Regions from separate parts of the Gossypium arboreum genome. Here region 2 is linked to region 1. Evidence: chromatin contacts called from public Hi-C data. All regions are on one chromosome and are shown on one strand. The core of a region is the stretch at or near the end of the contact, and the rest is flanking DNA. Distances in the headings are between cores, read along the strand shown.

Region 1 (6,897 bases), core at 2,305-4,804:
CCTTTCCAACCCTCCAACACAGTCCATTATTTAACAATCCCTTAGCAGCCTACACACTCTTCCAGGTAAGAAAAGGTATATTCCCTAATTGAGTGCTGTTAAAGTCTGTATTTGGATAGTATTTAGCCTTGAACACTCTAGCCACTATTGAATTCAGGTAATTAATAAGGCGCCACCCCCGTTTGGCTAATAATGCGATATTGAACTGACTCATGTTTCGAAAACCAAGACCCCCATTTTCTTTTAAAATGCAAAGATTTTTCCATGCACACTAATGTATTCCTCGTTTTCCATGCCCCTTTTGCCACCAAAATTGAGCTATAATGCTTTCCATTTTTGAACATAAAGACTTAGGTAATAAGAAACACGACATAAAGTAAGTTGGTATATTGAAGGACCGATTTAATAAACACTTCTTTCCTGCCCTGAGACAAAAACCTGGTGCTCCAATTGTCAATACGTTTCTTAAATCTATCTTTTAGGCCCTGAAAAGATTATTTTTTCCTTCTTCCAACTGTGTTGGGTAACCTCAAATACCTCTCCGGATTTTCTGAACTACGCACCCCCAAAATGTTTACCACCTCTCGTTTATCTTCATCATTTGTATTACTGCTAGAAAAGACAGTGGACTTATTAAAGTTAACACATTGGCCCGAGCATCTCCTATTCTCCCAAAATTTCCTTTAAAAAATTAGCTTCTCTACTTGTGGCTTGACCAAATAAGATACAATCATCAGCAAACAGCAAATGTGATACCTGTGGTCCGTTCCTACTAGCTTTGGTGCCCCGTTCCTACTAGCTTTGGCGCCTTTCACTAGTCCTTCCCTGCATACTAATCTCATTAAACATGACAGCCCTTCCCCACAAATGAGAAAAAGAAACGGGCTAAGTGGATCTCTCTGACGAAGTCCCCTTGTTGGTTGAAAGCTTTCTCCTATGTATTCGTTTACAACTACTGAGTAGGAGACCGTTGTCAAACATTTCATCAAAATTCTGATCACTCTCATATCAAACCCCATTCGTGCCATCATTTTTTTTATAAAATTCTACTCAACCCTGTCATATGCTTTACTCATGTCCAACTTGACTGCCATAAGACCTTTTTTCCCATTTCTCTTTTGTTTAAGAGTATGAAGAATTTCATATGCAAGTAGAATATTGTCTGAGTTCAATGCATATTTTGATAACTCCTCTATGCCTATTTGCAATCGTTTTTGCTGTAATTTTATAAAGCACATTGCACAGACTGATAGGATGGAAATCCATCATAGTAGTAGGATTATCAATTTTAGGGATAAAATTTATTTGAGTCGCATTAATTTGTTGAAAATCCATACCTTCATTTAGAATTTGTAAACAGAATTTGGTGACGTCCTCCCTAATGATATGCCAGCAATTTTGGTAAAATATTACGGGAAGCCATCTTCACCTGGTGTTTTGGTAGGACCCATTGTAAAAAGCGCCTCTCTAAGCTCCTCTGCCGTATAAGGCCTCAAAAGATCTTGGTTTTCCTCCTCAGATATGCATTTCTCAATACTTGATAACAAATGGTCAAGATTTTCTCGTTCATCTGTTGAAGATAAATTTTGAAAATAAGATCGCGCAATTCCCTCCATTTCCGTTATAATCTCCGTTGTTCCTCCTTCTTTATCGTTAAGTTTGTGTATGACGTTTTTTCTTTTACGCTACGTCGCTTGGTTATGAAAAAATACAGTATTCTTATCCCCAAATTTCAACCAATTTATCCGAGCTCATTGTTCCCAGTAACGTTCATCCTTCTCAATCTCAAAGTTCAATTGAATTTTACAATCAATCAATTCTGCCATGTTAATATCATCTCTGTCATCCCCTGCAAGTTCTGATAGTCTAACTGTGAGCATATCCTTTCTCCTTCTTCTATCAAATCGAGTTTGACTTTTTTTTAAGATATCTAGCTTTTATAATAGGCTTCCAGAAGATGACTCCCATAAATTTTTGACTTCTTTATTAAAAGACTCTTCCATTATCCACCATGCTTCAAACTTGAATGCTTTAGTATTTATCCCCTTTTCAACCCTCCTAGTAGTAATTAAGAGAGGACAATGATCCGAAAAAGAGTGAGGCATATGTTGAATAGTGACCTCCGGAAACAAACTCATCCATGCATCATTAACAACTCCACGATCAAGTCATTCCCGAATATTTGTTTCGGGCAGATTTCCTCTTTCCCACGTAAACTAATTCCCAGAAAAGCCCACATCCAAAAGTTCACAATCCACTAAAACAATACGAAAATTCTCCATTTTTCGTTCATCACAAAGTAGCCCTCCTTTTTTTTTATGGCTGTACATTATCTCATCAAAGTCTCCACAAACGAACCAAGGCCTCCCATCATCATTGTGTAAATTCCTCAACACATTCCAAGATTCACTCCTGTCTTGAGCATAGGGAGATCCATAGAATCCAGTGAGTCTTCATTTTCCCTTTACCTCCTTATCCTCAACCACCACATCAATGTGTCTCTTAGAAAAACTCCTAAGCTCAATGCAAATATCATTCCTCCATGCTAAACATAGACCACCTCTAGTATTAATTGGATCAACTTCAATCCCATTCATATAACCACATCTATGACAAATTCTTTCCATGTTATTTTTACACACCTTAGTTTCCATAAAGAAAACCACTTGGGGATTATGTATCTTCAGTGAATGCCGAAGTCTGCGAATCGCCCGTGGACTTCCCAATCCACGGACATTCCAACTCAAGATTTTCATTGCGCCCGGTCGGCATGCCTCTTGGCAGCCACCGATAATAAATAATTACCTTCCAATACTCGTCTGTTTCTGTTCATTGAATTATTGATCTCATCCTCATTCTCCCCTCTAGCTCTTTTTTTCCCTTCCTCCCCAATTAAAATTCCATCTTCCTGATCATGCTCCATATCAGCAGGAGCTGGATTAATCGTCGATTTAACTCTCTCTTGCCCCACATAGGCCGGTTTTCCTTTCAGGCTTAGTCCCAGTATTGGGTCAATAGGTCACCAAAATCCTTGCGTGTGTTCCGCAGCCCATTTGTCGTTCCTTTGAATGCGTCTGTCTGCACTATTAACTCCAAAATTATCATCATTGTCTTCTCGCAGCCATATTCTTTTCATTGCTAAAGCCCTTCTAGATTGAGCTCTCAACGATAAGTTCCACCCTATATCAGCAACTTCCATACCTGCTTCCATTTTTGCTTCACAAAAAGCATCACTATGACCCAAACGACTACAAAAAAAGCAAAAAAAGAACTCTTAATGGATCCTCCCCCAGTTGTAATTTGTATAGCAGCAGTAAGTGATTATTAAATGTCCATGGTGATCCATTTAATACTCTCTCCAAATCCATAACATGAAAAAATTGGAACAAGAATCTTCTATCTCCCAGATCCCGAATCTGGACAACCTGAACCGGATGCCATAAATTTGCCATAGTACTTTTCATTGCAGGATAATGAAAACACTTGCTATTAAGAAACAACCCACTAACCTGAAAAACCCCTCTTCTCCCTGTGTGCGCTGCTCTGTTTGTACTTGAAGAATTGCTTCTTCTTCTTCATCTAGTGTTAATCTGCTAATTCCATCTCCATGTTTGTAGGACGGAGACCTGATCCTGATTGTACCCGTGCTTTACTATGGAAAAAGTTGTTTGAAAGTGACCCGCCGGCAAGGACAAATTATGCTAAAAAAATAAAAACCTAAAATGCATGCCAATAGGCAGACGTTTTCGTGCTAGGGTAGCAGACCAACTTTTTTATTAAAAATAATTTTTTAAATATATAACTTTTAAAATTTTAGAATTTTATTTAAAATATGAAAATTAATTTTAAAAATTATTAAAAAATATATACTTTTAAAGGGTAAATACCAAATTGACAAAAATTGTACAAATAATATTTATTTTGGACGAAAAAATTAAATGAGCTTAGACTCCCACGTAATGCAAATAGTAATTTAACATTTGAACTCCATTTTGCATAAATTTTAATCCAAATAATAATATCTCCCATTTCGACTAAAACTTTATATGTATATGTATATATCAAAATATTCATTGTAAGTGCAAATAATAATATCTATTTTATATAAAAAAATAAATGAGTTTAGACTCCCAAATGGTGCAAATAATAATTTAAAGCTTGAATTCTATATGGAATTGTTATACTTCTATTTCCTAGCCTCTAATATCTATTCATAACACCTATACAAACTGTACGCCCTAAGGACTCACTACATGCTTTTTAGTGTAAGAATTCTTTTCTAAACATTTATATCCCATTTTAATCCATCTTAAGTTACTCAATACGTTGTTTCATTATTTAGATTTGTAATTTCATGCATCATTTACTGTGTATAATTTATAGGCTTAAATATATCAAAGGTCCTTACACTCTTTTGAAATTTAAAGTTTAGTTATTATACTTTTAATTTTAAGATACTGAGTCCTTATACTTTTTTTATTTAAAATCTTGATTCTTCCATCTTTTCTACCATTAAAGTTAATTATTTCAAAGGTAAAATAATTTTTTAGCCTTCAACATTTACATTTTTGTCAATTTGGTCTTCACCCTTTAAAAGTTATAAATTTTTAATAAGTTTTAAAATTAATTCTTCCTATTTTAAGTAAAAATAAAATAAAATTTTAAAATAACATTTAAAAAACAAGTTTTTAGAAATAAAATTATAAAAATAAACTTTTTAAAATAAAATAAAAAATAGTTTTAAAAATATTTTTAAAAAACTTAAATTTCTAACATGACAAGCCATCAGGAACCCAAATCAGCATGTCGGCTGCCAATTTGAAATTATAAGGATTCTATGCCTCTTTCTGACACAACTATTATCTCGTAGTAATCCCAAATTGTTATTCATCATGCTAATTTGGGGTTCCTATGCATAGTCCATATTATTTCAATAACCAAAAAACTTTTTATATTTTTATGATAAAAAATTCTTTTTCATATTATTCGGAAAAAAACACTGAAAAACTATTATATAGTTAAAAAAAAGAACCAAATTAGAAATAAAAACGTAAAATCATCAAAATCACGGAAGTATATATTCAACAAAAAATGGTAGCAGCACATCAAGGGCTAAGGAAAGTGCAAGTAACATCACTGCCAAGAACAACAATAACATATTTCCGATCACCCTATGTTGTTTGTTCAAAAAACATTGAAAAAAATTTAACCATCAATGTTTACATATTGGGTTAACGTAGTATTAATTTTAAAAATCTAAATTTTAATATTTACATATTATTTAAATTTATCTCCTTTTTTACATAAATACATAATTCAACACACAGTGTAAATTAGAAATAAAAAAAAATATTTTTGTAATACAGTTTCTTGATGAGACGTGTTAAAGGATAATTAGGTGCCATGCACACCAACACATTACCCCTCTAGGTTTGACACATAACCTCAGAGGTATCTCTGAAGGGGCCTCTTTGCGAGTAGGCAAGCTGGGAGGTGAGGTTGGAAAGTGGCGAACTGGCCAACTGACAAACAAGGAAATGATGAACAGCGGATCAACTACATGGTGAATTGGCAATCTAGGGAAGGTGGCAAGTTGTAAGGGAGTGGCGAGTCGTGACCATCAAGCGAACCGATGAATGGCGAGCTGTGGCCATTAGACATGTAGGGGATGGCAAGCTATTCAAGTTTCTAAGTTGGGTCGCAAGACACGTAGTGGTAACACTCTCTTATACCTAGTACGGAGTTAGATCGAGAAAACCAAAAAGTATCGGATTAGTAGATTCTCGTATACAAACAAATGTCGAGGTAAGTTCGTGTAACTAAGTTGTGTGTATTTATATGTTTAAATTATATGTTATATATGTAAAATTGTATAATTTTCGTATATGTGAAAGTAGTTAAATATCCGAAAATGCCTGATAAATGCTAAGTTCTATTTGAACAAATGAAAATCGAAGGATACAAGTTTCTTGTATTGGTTGTAGTCCTCATATGTTGCGGACACACCATAGCTCGAAAGAGCATCCTGTTATAAGCCCTCTCGAGCTTCCCATTATATGGTTCCTGCGAGCATCCCGATCGGTATTGATCTTGCATGTGTTGCGATATACCATAGCTCTTTGTAAGTGTCCTGTTATATGATCGGTATTGATCATACATGTATTGTAGACATACTGCAGCTCTTTATAAGTGTCCCGATATAGGCTCTTTGTGAGCTTCCTAATTTGGCTCGATTGAAGTTCTTGTTATATGGCTATCCGGAGCTTCTTGATAATAACTCTTCGGAGTTATCCTGTTAAGTTCACATGAACTTTTTGTTTTAAACTCTTATGAGCTTCCTGTTATTAAGCCCGGATAAGCTTCATGTTACATGGCTCACACAAGCTTCCTGTTATATAACTTGAGAGAGTGTTTCCTGATTATGTGCTCTAATGAGTACCCCTGAATATGAATTGACGAATTACAGTTTTGTACACTTTAAGTGTACTACATGAGTATCTATTAATGTTCCAAATAAATTCAACGGGCAAAGTTCTGACATGGATAAACTGAACTTGAGATGATTTATGATAGAAATGTATATGTTATATGGAAATATGATAAGAAAAGTATATATGTATGAAAGTTATTACATGATGAGCTCATTCATGTTTCTTGGCAATTGTGTGAATTATAATGACTAACATGTTTGATGAAGTTGGGTGTTTAGGCTATTAGCCAAACTTGTTTGATGAAGTTGGGTGTTTAGGCTATTAGCCAAACTTATTTGATGCATTTTGCATGTTTATTTTAATGGAAGTGAATGGTGAGTTAAATTTCTAATTATACGAACTTACTAAGCATTATATGCTTACTCTATTTATTTTCCTCTGTTTTATAGTGCTCGGAAGCTCATAA
Region 2 (6,897 bases), core at 2,464-4,963, 89 kb after region 1:
CAACTGTGTTTTAAATTAGTTCTTAAATTTAACTGTGGTTTCTCCACTTAACCAATTATTGTGATATAATCCGTTGATTCAGCCATGAAATCTTACCAACGGAAATCCGAAAAGATCTTGATGGTTAAGGCACACGTGTCTGATAGAGATTAAGTGAAGTAATATATTATTAAAAGCCAATTATATGATACATCTAACATTGACCTGAGAGGTGGGGTCATGGTGATAGTTTTAAAAGTCAACTAGCTTGTTTGGTTTCATTGATGAACTAGTGATCCAGTCCGTATCCCCACAAACTTTATTATGCGTGCAGTGCAAGTTGTGGGGAGGAAATTTCCTCTGCATGCTACCAGGCTTCAGTCTTGAGCAATTGACTTAACTTTCCAGGAGTCAAGTCCCCTGTATTTTGGCAGACATGAATGACAGAATGGTTTATGAGAATTTGCGAGAGGATCAGCTTTCAACAACTCGGTGACCTTCAACTATTGTCTAGTTTAAGAATCAATGGATTGCTGAAACAAATTGGCGGATATTGATTGTTTAATGTCCATTGAAAGTTCCATCAAGTTGGTATACACGCTTCAAGCATTGGGTTTAGAATCTGAGAAATTGGTTCTTGACCACAAAGTTAGGGGAATGGTTCAGAGCTAAATTCAATGGATTGATATATGGCCGAATATTATCTCGTGGAGTCGCTATCAAAATTGTAGAATCCCCAAACCAGCACAGTGGTTCCAGAGCGTAGAAGTTGGGCTGGTTTTAGGTCCAATTACATGAAAAGATCCAGTTCAGTCTAGCAAATAAAGATGGGTCACAACTTAGGCTCGGTTGAAAATTAATAAATTTGCTCGTCTAGACTGAATGTAATAGTAATAGTCCTTGTGATTGTTAAAGCCCAACCTAGATTATACACCTATAGATATTAGATAAAAGTTTATATGATTTTATTAGGAAAAAGTATTGAATCCGATGTTCACCCCAGGAGTTCATGCTTTGCTTTAAGAAGACTATGGATCATTTCCGAAAAGCAGATAAAAGGAATGCCATCCACTTGATTGGTTGCCATGCCATGGGGACTAGCTTGTACAAAACCAGGTTCCTCCTCTTTGAACCTAACTTTTTTGGTGGCTCAACCACCATTGGTATTAAAAACCTTGTTTTGATTTATTACCAAATAAAGGGAATATTCCCCAGGAAGACCAAGGTAATAAAGGCAGTCAACCATTGGAAAAGAATCAACCATCTTTTCACAGGAGCAACGCAAACCTGAGCGAAAAATAAAGGCATTTGATGGGTTGGTGAATATAGAAGGGGTTATATGAAAATTAGTTGGCAAGAGCAACCCCAAGCCCATCATGTTGAGTTGGGTGGCCCATCCATCAAGAAACAATCAGAGATTACCAATGTCTTTGCAGTGGAAGGGTAAAGTGGTTAAAGTATGAAATAATGAAGTTTCTATGGTACTGCCGACCACAAAAGGCAATGGAAGCTATTATTGAAGACTTATAGCTCAACCAGTGGACGGCTCTATTCTCAGGAGCGGTGACTTGTTAATGGTTGCAAACTTTTCCAAGAATTCATGGTTTGCGAGATATTAGATTCAAAGGACCTAATTTTACTTAGAACTAAGAGAATCTTTTTGGGAGATTAAACAGAGGCTTATGCAGTGATATCTATAGGAGTAGTCTTTCCTGGAAACTGTGGTGTATCACATCCAATATCTTAAGTTTGACGTTGCTTTGGGGAGTGAGGAGATTGGGTTGGCTTGCTTACTTTGAGTTTAGAGGTTTTGTCATGAACAAATGGAAACCTCGGATAAGATATCTAACACTGTCCTTCAGTTCGGTGAAACTTTGGAATCACCAGATCAATGGGGAACACATTTGGAAGAAATAAGAAAATCATTACTCTTTTGAAATGTATTTAAAAACTTGAAAATTACCTCTAATATTTGAAAAAAAATAAAATTCAAAATTTTACCCATACAAAAATCAATATCTAAATGTATTGTCATTTTTTATATTTGTTAAACGAGTCTTTAACAATATTTGAGGGTTTATCCCTCTTCTTTTCTACCGATTTTTAATATTTATCCCTATAAATCCTTTTCTGGTGATGAAACCCAAAGCCCCACAAATCCTTTGCTGTTATCCTGCCACTCGTAATAGAAAAAGAGAAAAAAAAATAAGTATCATCTTTCGGTGCCCCGCGCAAATTACGCATAGACACATTATTCGGCTTTTTTTTTTTTTTTACAATTTTCTACCGCTATAATGATATCATCACCTTCCCCATCTCCAAACAGTGAGGTTTCTGTAGCAGATGTTAAATCAAAAGATAATTTGGATATATTCCATACACTTTAGCAGGCATAGTTTTTAATCATGTTAATATACGATTCCAACATTTTGTTCAGATCAGATGAGGGGATAATTGGAAAAAAAAACAGATTAAATAAGATAATGATGGAACTGGCTCATAACTAGTTACTACTTACAACATGAAGCAAGACCTTCATGTATTTTGTTTGTGGCGTCTTGGGGATGTATCCCCAGTTTTGGATTTCCTAAGAGCAAAACAAAACCCTATCAAATACACGCATATCAAAACTACAAGTGTAATGAACAAAATGATGTCTACGCTTCTCCATTCTTTGGTCAACTTAGCCAGTAATCCCGCTTTGCATGAATCGCAATGAAAGCAAAGCTGCATTTGGTCATTGCTCCACTGCAAGCAGTCCATGCTTGCTGCTGTGTTGTTGGGGGTCAGCCAATACGTAGGATTTATGTAAGAGTACCCACATTCAGCTGGCGGCATACAGCATCCGTACTAAGAACAACAAGAAAGAAAAGAATAATTTTATTCATTGCTTTTTCTATTCATTGCAAGTTTAGAATGAAGCTCACTGCTTACCTGTATAGATGTTAACCGAGCATTGAAGAAATCCTGAGCTATACGATATCTTTGGTTTAATTCGGAACACATATCTGTTGAGTTAAGGCAAGATCTAATCCGATCCCACTTGTAAGGATTCGTTACTTTTCGACGAAGCCAACCGGAAAAATCATCAAGGTCATGTTCCAAGTATATGCGGCCTGGTGCAGGGTGACCTGAACCCTGGTTGGTGATCAAATAGATTAAAACAACCAAACAAGCAAACACTAGTATCAGGATGAACATTGCAAAAAGGTAAAAGATGAGGAGCCAAGTGATGCGCCAACACCCTCCTACGAAGCCTAACAGTGCCACGACCGCGATTGAGATGCCTAGTATTATAAGAGGCCATTGCAGTATCTTCACGCAAGCGTTGTCCGGTTCGTTTGCAAGCCAGATTCCTGCTCCGATGACTGGAATCGAGAGAAGCAAGGTGATGAAGTTGATAACACCAACAGTGGCGCTGTTGGCTGCCATGTCGGTGAGATCGAGGATAATGAGAATATCTTTTCTCTGGGGTCTAATAAACCTAATACTATAATGGCAGATTACAGGAAATGGGATAGCATAGAATAGGGATAAAGTGAAGGAGAAAATGAAGAAAATGTTGAGGGTTATATTTCCCAACTTTAGGCCAGCTAGAGGGACACGAATCACGATGAATTGAGTCCCTTCTTTGATAAGAATGAGCTTCAATTTCCGTGTTATACATTTTGCAAGCCCAAACAAAATTATAGTGATCTCGAGCATGTAAAAATATTTGTCATATGTTAAAATGGTTCCCATGGGTTTAAATGAACTAGAAAGCAACCTTATTTTGGTTTGAAAGTGAAAATGCGTGATGATCATTTGGCGATATTTTCACGGGCAAGTATCATTGTCGGCCATTTTGTTTTCAAATTCAAAAACCGGGATTTCAGGTCTTTTTGCTTCCAGGCTTAACGTTTTCATGGAAAAGTCATCTTTTTAATTTTCAAAATTAGCTACTAATTCAGATCATTCGTGGGGTTATTATGGAGATCCGTGCCAAGCCTCTTGCAATCATCCATTACTTAGTTTTGTGACATTTTTCTTTACATTGTCAGACAGTGATTCAAGAACCCCCACCATTAAAGTCAATGTTCTCATGCACTAAACAGTAAAATATTGGACACATCTCATCACTGCTCTTACACAAATGTCTACACCCTGTAATGAAAACATTCAGTACCAACACAAATTTTCAACCACATGAAAACAAGTAAAACATCTGCTTAGTTATACAAAGTCACAAAACCAAAAACTGCATTCAAACCACCTACTCCTCACGTATAACCTTGCTTGTACTTCCTAAATATGTCCTCAGTCTTTGCATTCCTAAATGCACAACACCCTACTAGATATACACATATCAAAGCAATAAGAGTTATGAGCAGTATTATGTCGGCTTTTCTCCATTCTTGTTTTATATTTGCAAGTAATCCCGCTTTGCATGAATTACAATTGTAGCACAGCTGCGTTTGGTCATTGCTCCATTGTATGCAGTCCGGATCCGCTATGTTGTCGATGGGGCTGATCCAGTTTGTTGGATTCACAAATGTGTATCCACATTCAGTTGGTGGCTTACAGCATCCAGACTGTAAAGTAAAAGCATAAAGAATAAATATACAAGATGATTAACTTATGGCTGGAGAATCTATTAGCTTAACATGCATGCCTAAATCTAAGCTTGGTATTAAACAAAATGGGTTAAATTTTGGTTTTGGTTCCTCTACTATGTTTAAATTTGTGATTTAATCTTGTACTTCAGCATAATTTGTGATTCCAAATAGTTAGTCCATTCAACTGTTCAGATCAAAGTACTCACCGGTTGGATTAACTAATAACATTATAAAAGTAGAGGACTAAACCATGCCAAATTAAAATCTAGGGACTAAATACTAAATTTGAGCATAGCAAAGGAATCAAAATCATAATTTGACAAAACAGCCTATTTCCGGGAGAAGATTCCAGGAATTTTAACAAGAACATAGTATACCTGTCCTTTGAATTTCTTGAAATAAATAAGGATTTATGCCTTAACTTACTTCATTAAATTCCTACAAAACTCAAGATTAGGGATGGAGATGTATGGAACAATTTGAAACTTGAGTAGAGAAACTGAGATTTACCTCTATTGGAGTTAGATGGGAATTAAAGAAATCTATGGCCATTGTATAAGTTTGGTTCAGCTGGGTACATATATCTGTTGAGCTGAGACAGATTTTAATCCTTTCCCACTTGAAAGAACTTCTAACTCTTCGTTGAAGCCAACCTGAAAAATCTTCCAGGTGATATTCCAAGTATGCCCGACTAGGTTCAAGGTGGCCTGAACCTCTCATGGTAACCATGTAGACGAAAACAACCAAGCATGCAAGCAATATGATGAGGATCAACATGCCAACAAGGTAAGCAATAAGGAGCCATGGGATGCGCCAAAACCCTCCAATGAAGCCTGCTAGTGCTACAACCAAGATTAACACCCCTAAAACTATAACAGGCCATTGTAAAATCTTGACACAAGAATTATCTGGTTGATTTGCAAGCCAGATTCCAGCACCAATGATTGGAATGGAGAGCAGCATAGCAACGAAGTTGATTGCACCGATGACATTGTTGCTTAGTGCCATTTTTTCTTATGTTTGGAGAATTGATGTGTCTGAAGAGTGAAAGAGCTATATCTGGGTATTGTTTTTGAGATCTAGTAATGAAAAAAGGCTCTCAAAAAGAAAAGGGAGTTGCCTCGAGTAAAGATATTCGTGTTGAAAAAATGTGTACAAGATATAGTGCTTCTGTCATGTAACCCCACAAGCTTTTGTTCTTTGCCCTGGATTGGATCCATGAAAGCTACTAAAACAAAACAATTAATGACATTTTAAAAGTGTATTTAGGTCTTCAAATCTAATCACTTTTTGAAAAGGATAACCTTGGTACAGGATATGGAAAGAAAAAGAAACAAAAAAGATTAGTTGTCTCCAACCTTTGTATTTATCGAGGGAAAGCAAAAGAAACATAAAAATAAAATAAAATAATAGAAAAGAAGACAGTTAAATGTCACAAATGTTCTCTGGTTTTGCATCCTTTGATGCCTTTTAGGGTTTGCTTCTTTCTTGCAACTTTAATGATAAAGCACATAAATTGTAAAGTTCATTGAGCTATTCTACAAAGGCAAAAGAGTACAGTTTGTATCAACCATAACTACTGGTGCAACTCATCAAAGGCAATTTTTACAGAAAAGCTCTAGCAAATGACTTCAAAGACAACATTGTCAAAAATGAGCTTATACTTCATCTATGTCTCCTCGCAGCTTGTAAATTCACCAAAAGCAATATAACTTCCTTCAGATTTATGTCGCCTTGCAATCTTTATTCTTACATTGTCAGGCAGTCTCAATGTATGTTTATCCTCCTCTTCTTCTATAGTTATGGAATGTCCCGTTGAATGTGACCTTAAATATCTTTCTATGCCCTCATGTTTTTTATCATGTTGTTCTTTCGAATTCAAAGAGCATTGTGCATCTTCTACACCATTAACTTTGTTATTTATATCTTCTGAAACTTCAATGCGAACAGAATCTTGTAGTGAACTTACATTTACTATTGATTTACTAGTCACATCTAACTCTTGACGACAAACTGGGCATGTTTTATGTGATTCAAGCCAATGATCAATGCATTCCTGGTGAAAAACATGGCAACAAATAGTTAAAAATCGAAGCATGTCACCGTCACTAAACTCTGCCAAGCAAATAGCGCATTCTAGACTGTACTTTTGGGGACAAAAGTCTTTGACACTGGAATAATAAAATGTAGGGAAAGCTTGTATTAATTCAGGATCAAGACCATCACTCATATCTGCACCACCTTCTGTGGCAGCTGTAGCAGCTGAAGGGTTACGCCCATAATTCCAGATAGCAAGAACATTTTTCAGGAAATAACTACATAA

The links. Hi-C and Micro-C count contacts between places; a contact is called where the count stands out from the background.
Region 2: a Hi-C map of leaf shows a contact between it and region 1, with 5 times the contacts expected there. The contact joins the promoter of LOC108469375 here to the enhancer-like site in region 1. A contact is called at or near these places in 2 of 5 Hi-C or Micro-C datasets (both in leaf).

What each region holds. Positions count from the first base shown.
Region 1 is chr8:16,075,042-16,081,938 of ASM2569848v2, forward strand. It overlaps LOC108467456 (a long non-coding RNA gene), which reads left to right. Exons shown (of 4, transcript XR_008286851.1): 3 at 1-75; 4 at 3,618-3,819. Among protein-coding and RNA genes, the nearest start is that of LOC108467456, 4.9 kb to the left of the region's middle. Within about 2 kb of position 3,555, at least 2 of the 2 cell types and tissues checked have an H3K27ac peak or open chromatin away from gene starts, as enhancers often do. A contact at or near this core is called in leaf, where this site is marked.
Region 2 is chr8:16,164,180-16,171,076 of ASM2569848v2, forward strand. It overlaps LOC108469375 (protein TORNADO 2-like), which reads right to left and starts at 3,714. Exons shown (of 2, transcript XM_017770265.2): 1 at 2,914-3,714; 2 at 2,373-2,829. The coding sequence starts at 3,684. The coding sequence ends at 2,515. LOC108469038 (protein TORNADO 2-like) reads right to left here and starts at 5,731. Exons shown (of 2, transcript XM_017769926.2): 1 at 5,085-5,731; 2 at 4,056-4,550. The coding sequence starts at 5,582. The coding sequence ends at 4,239. LOC108468523 (RING-H2 finger protein ATL29-like) reads right to left here. Exons shown (of 1, transcript XM_017769403.1): 1 at 6,244-6,897. The coding sequence ends at 6,244.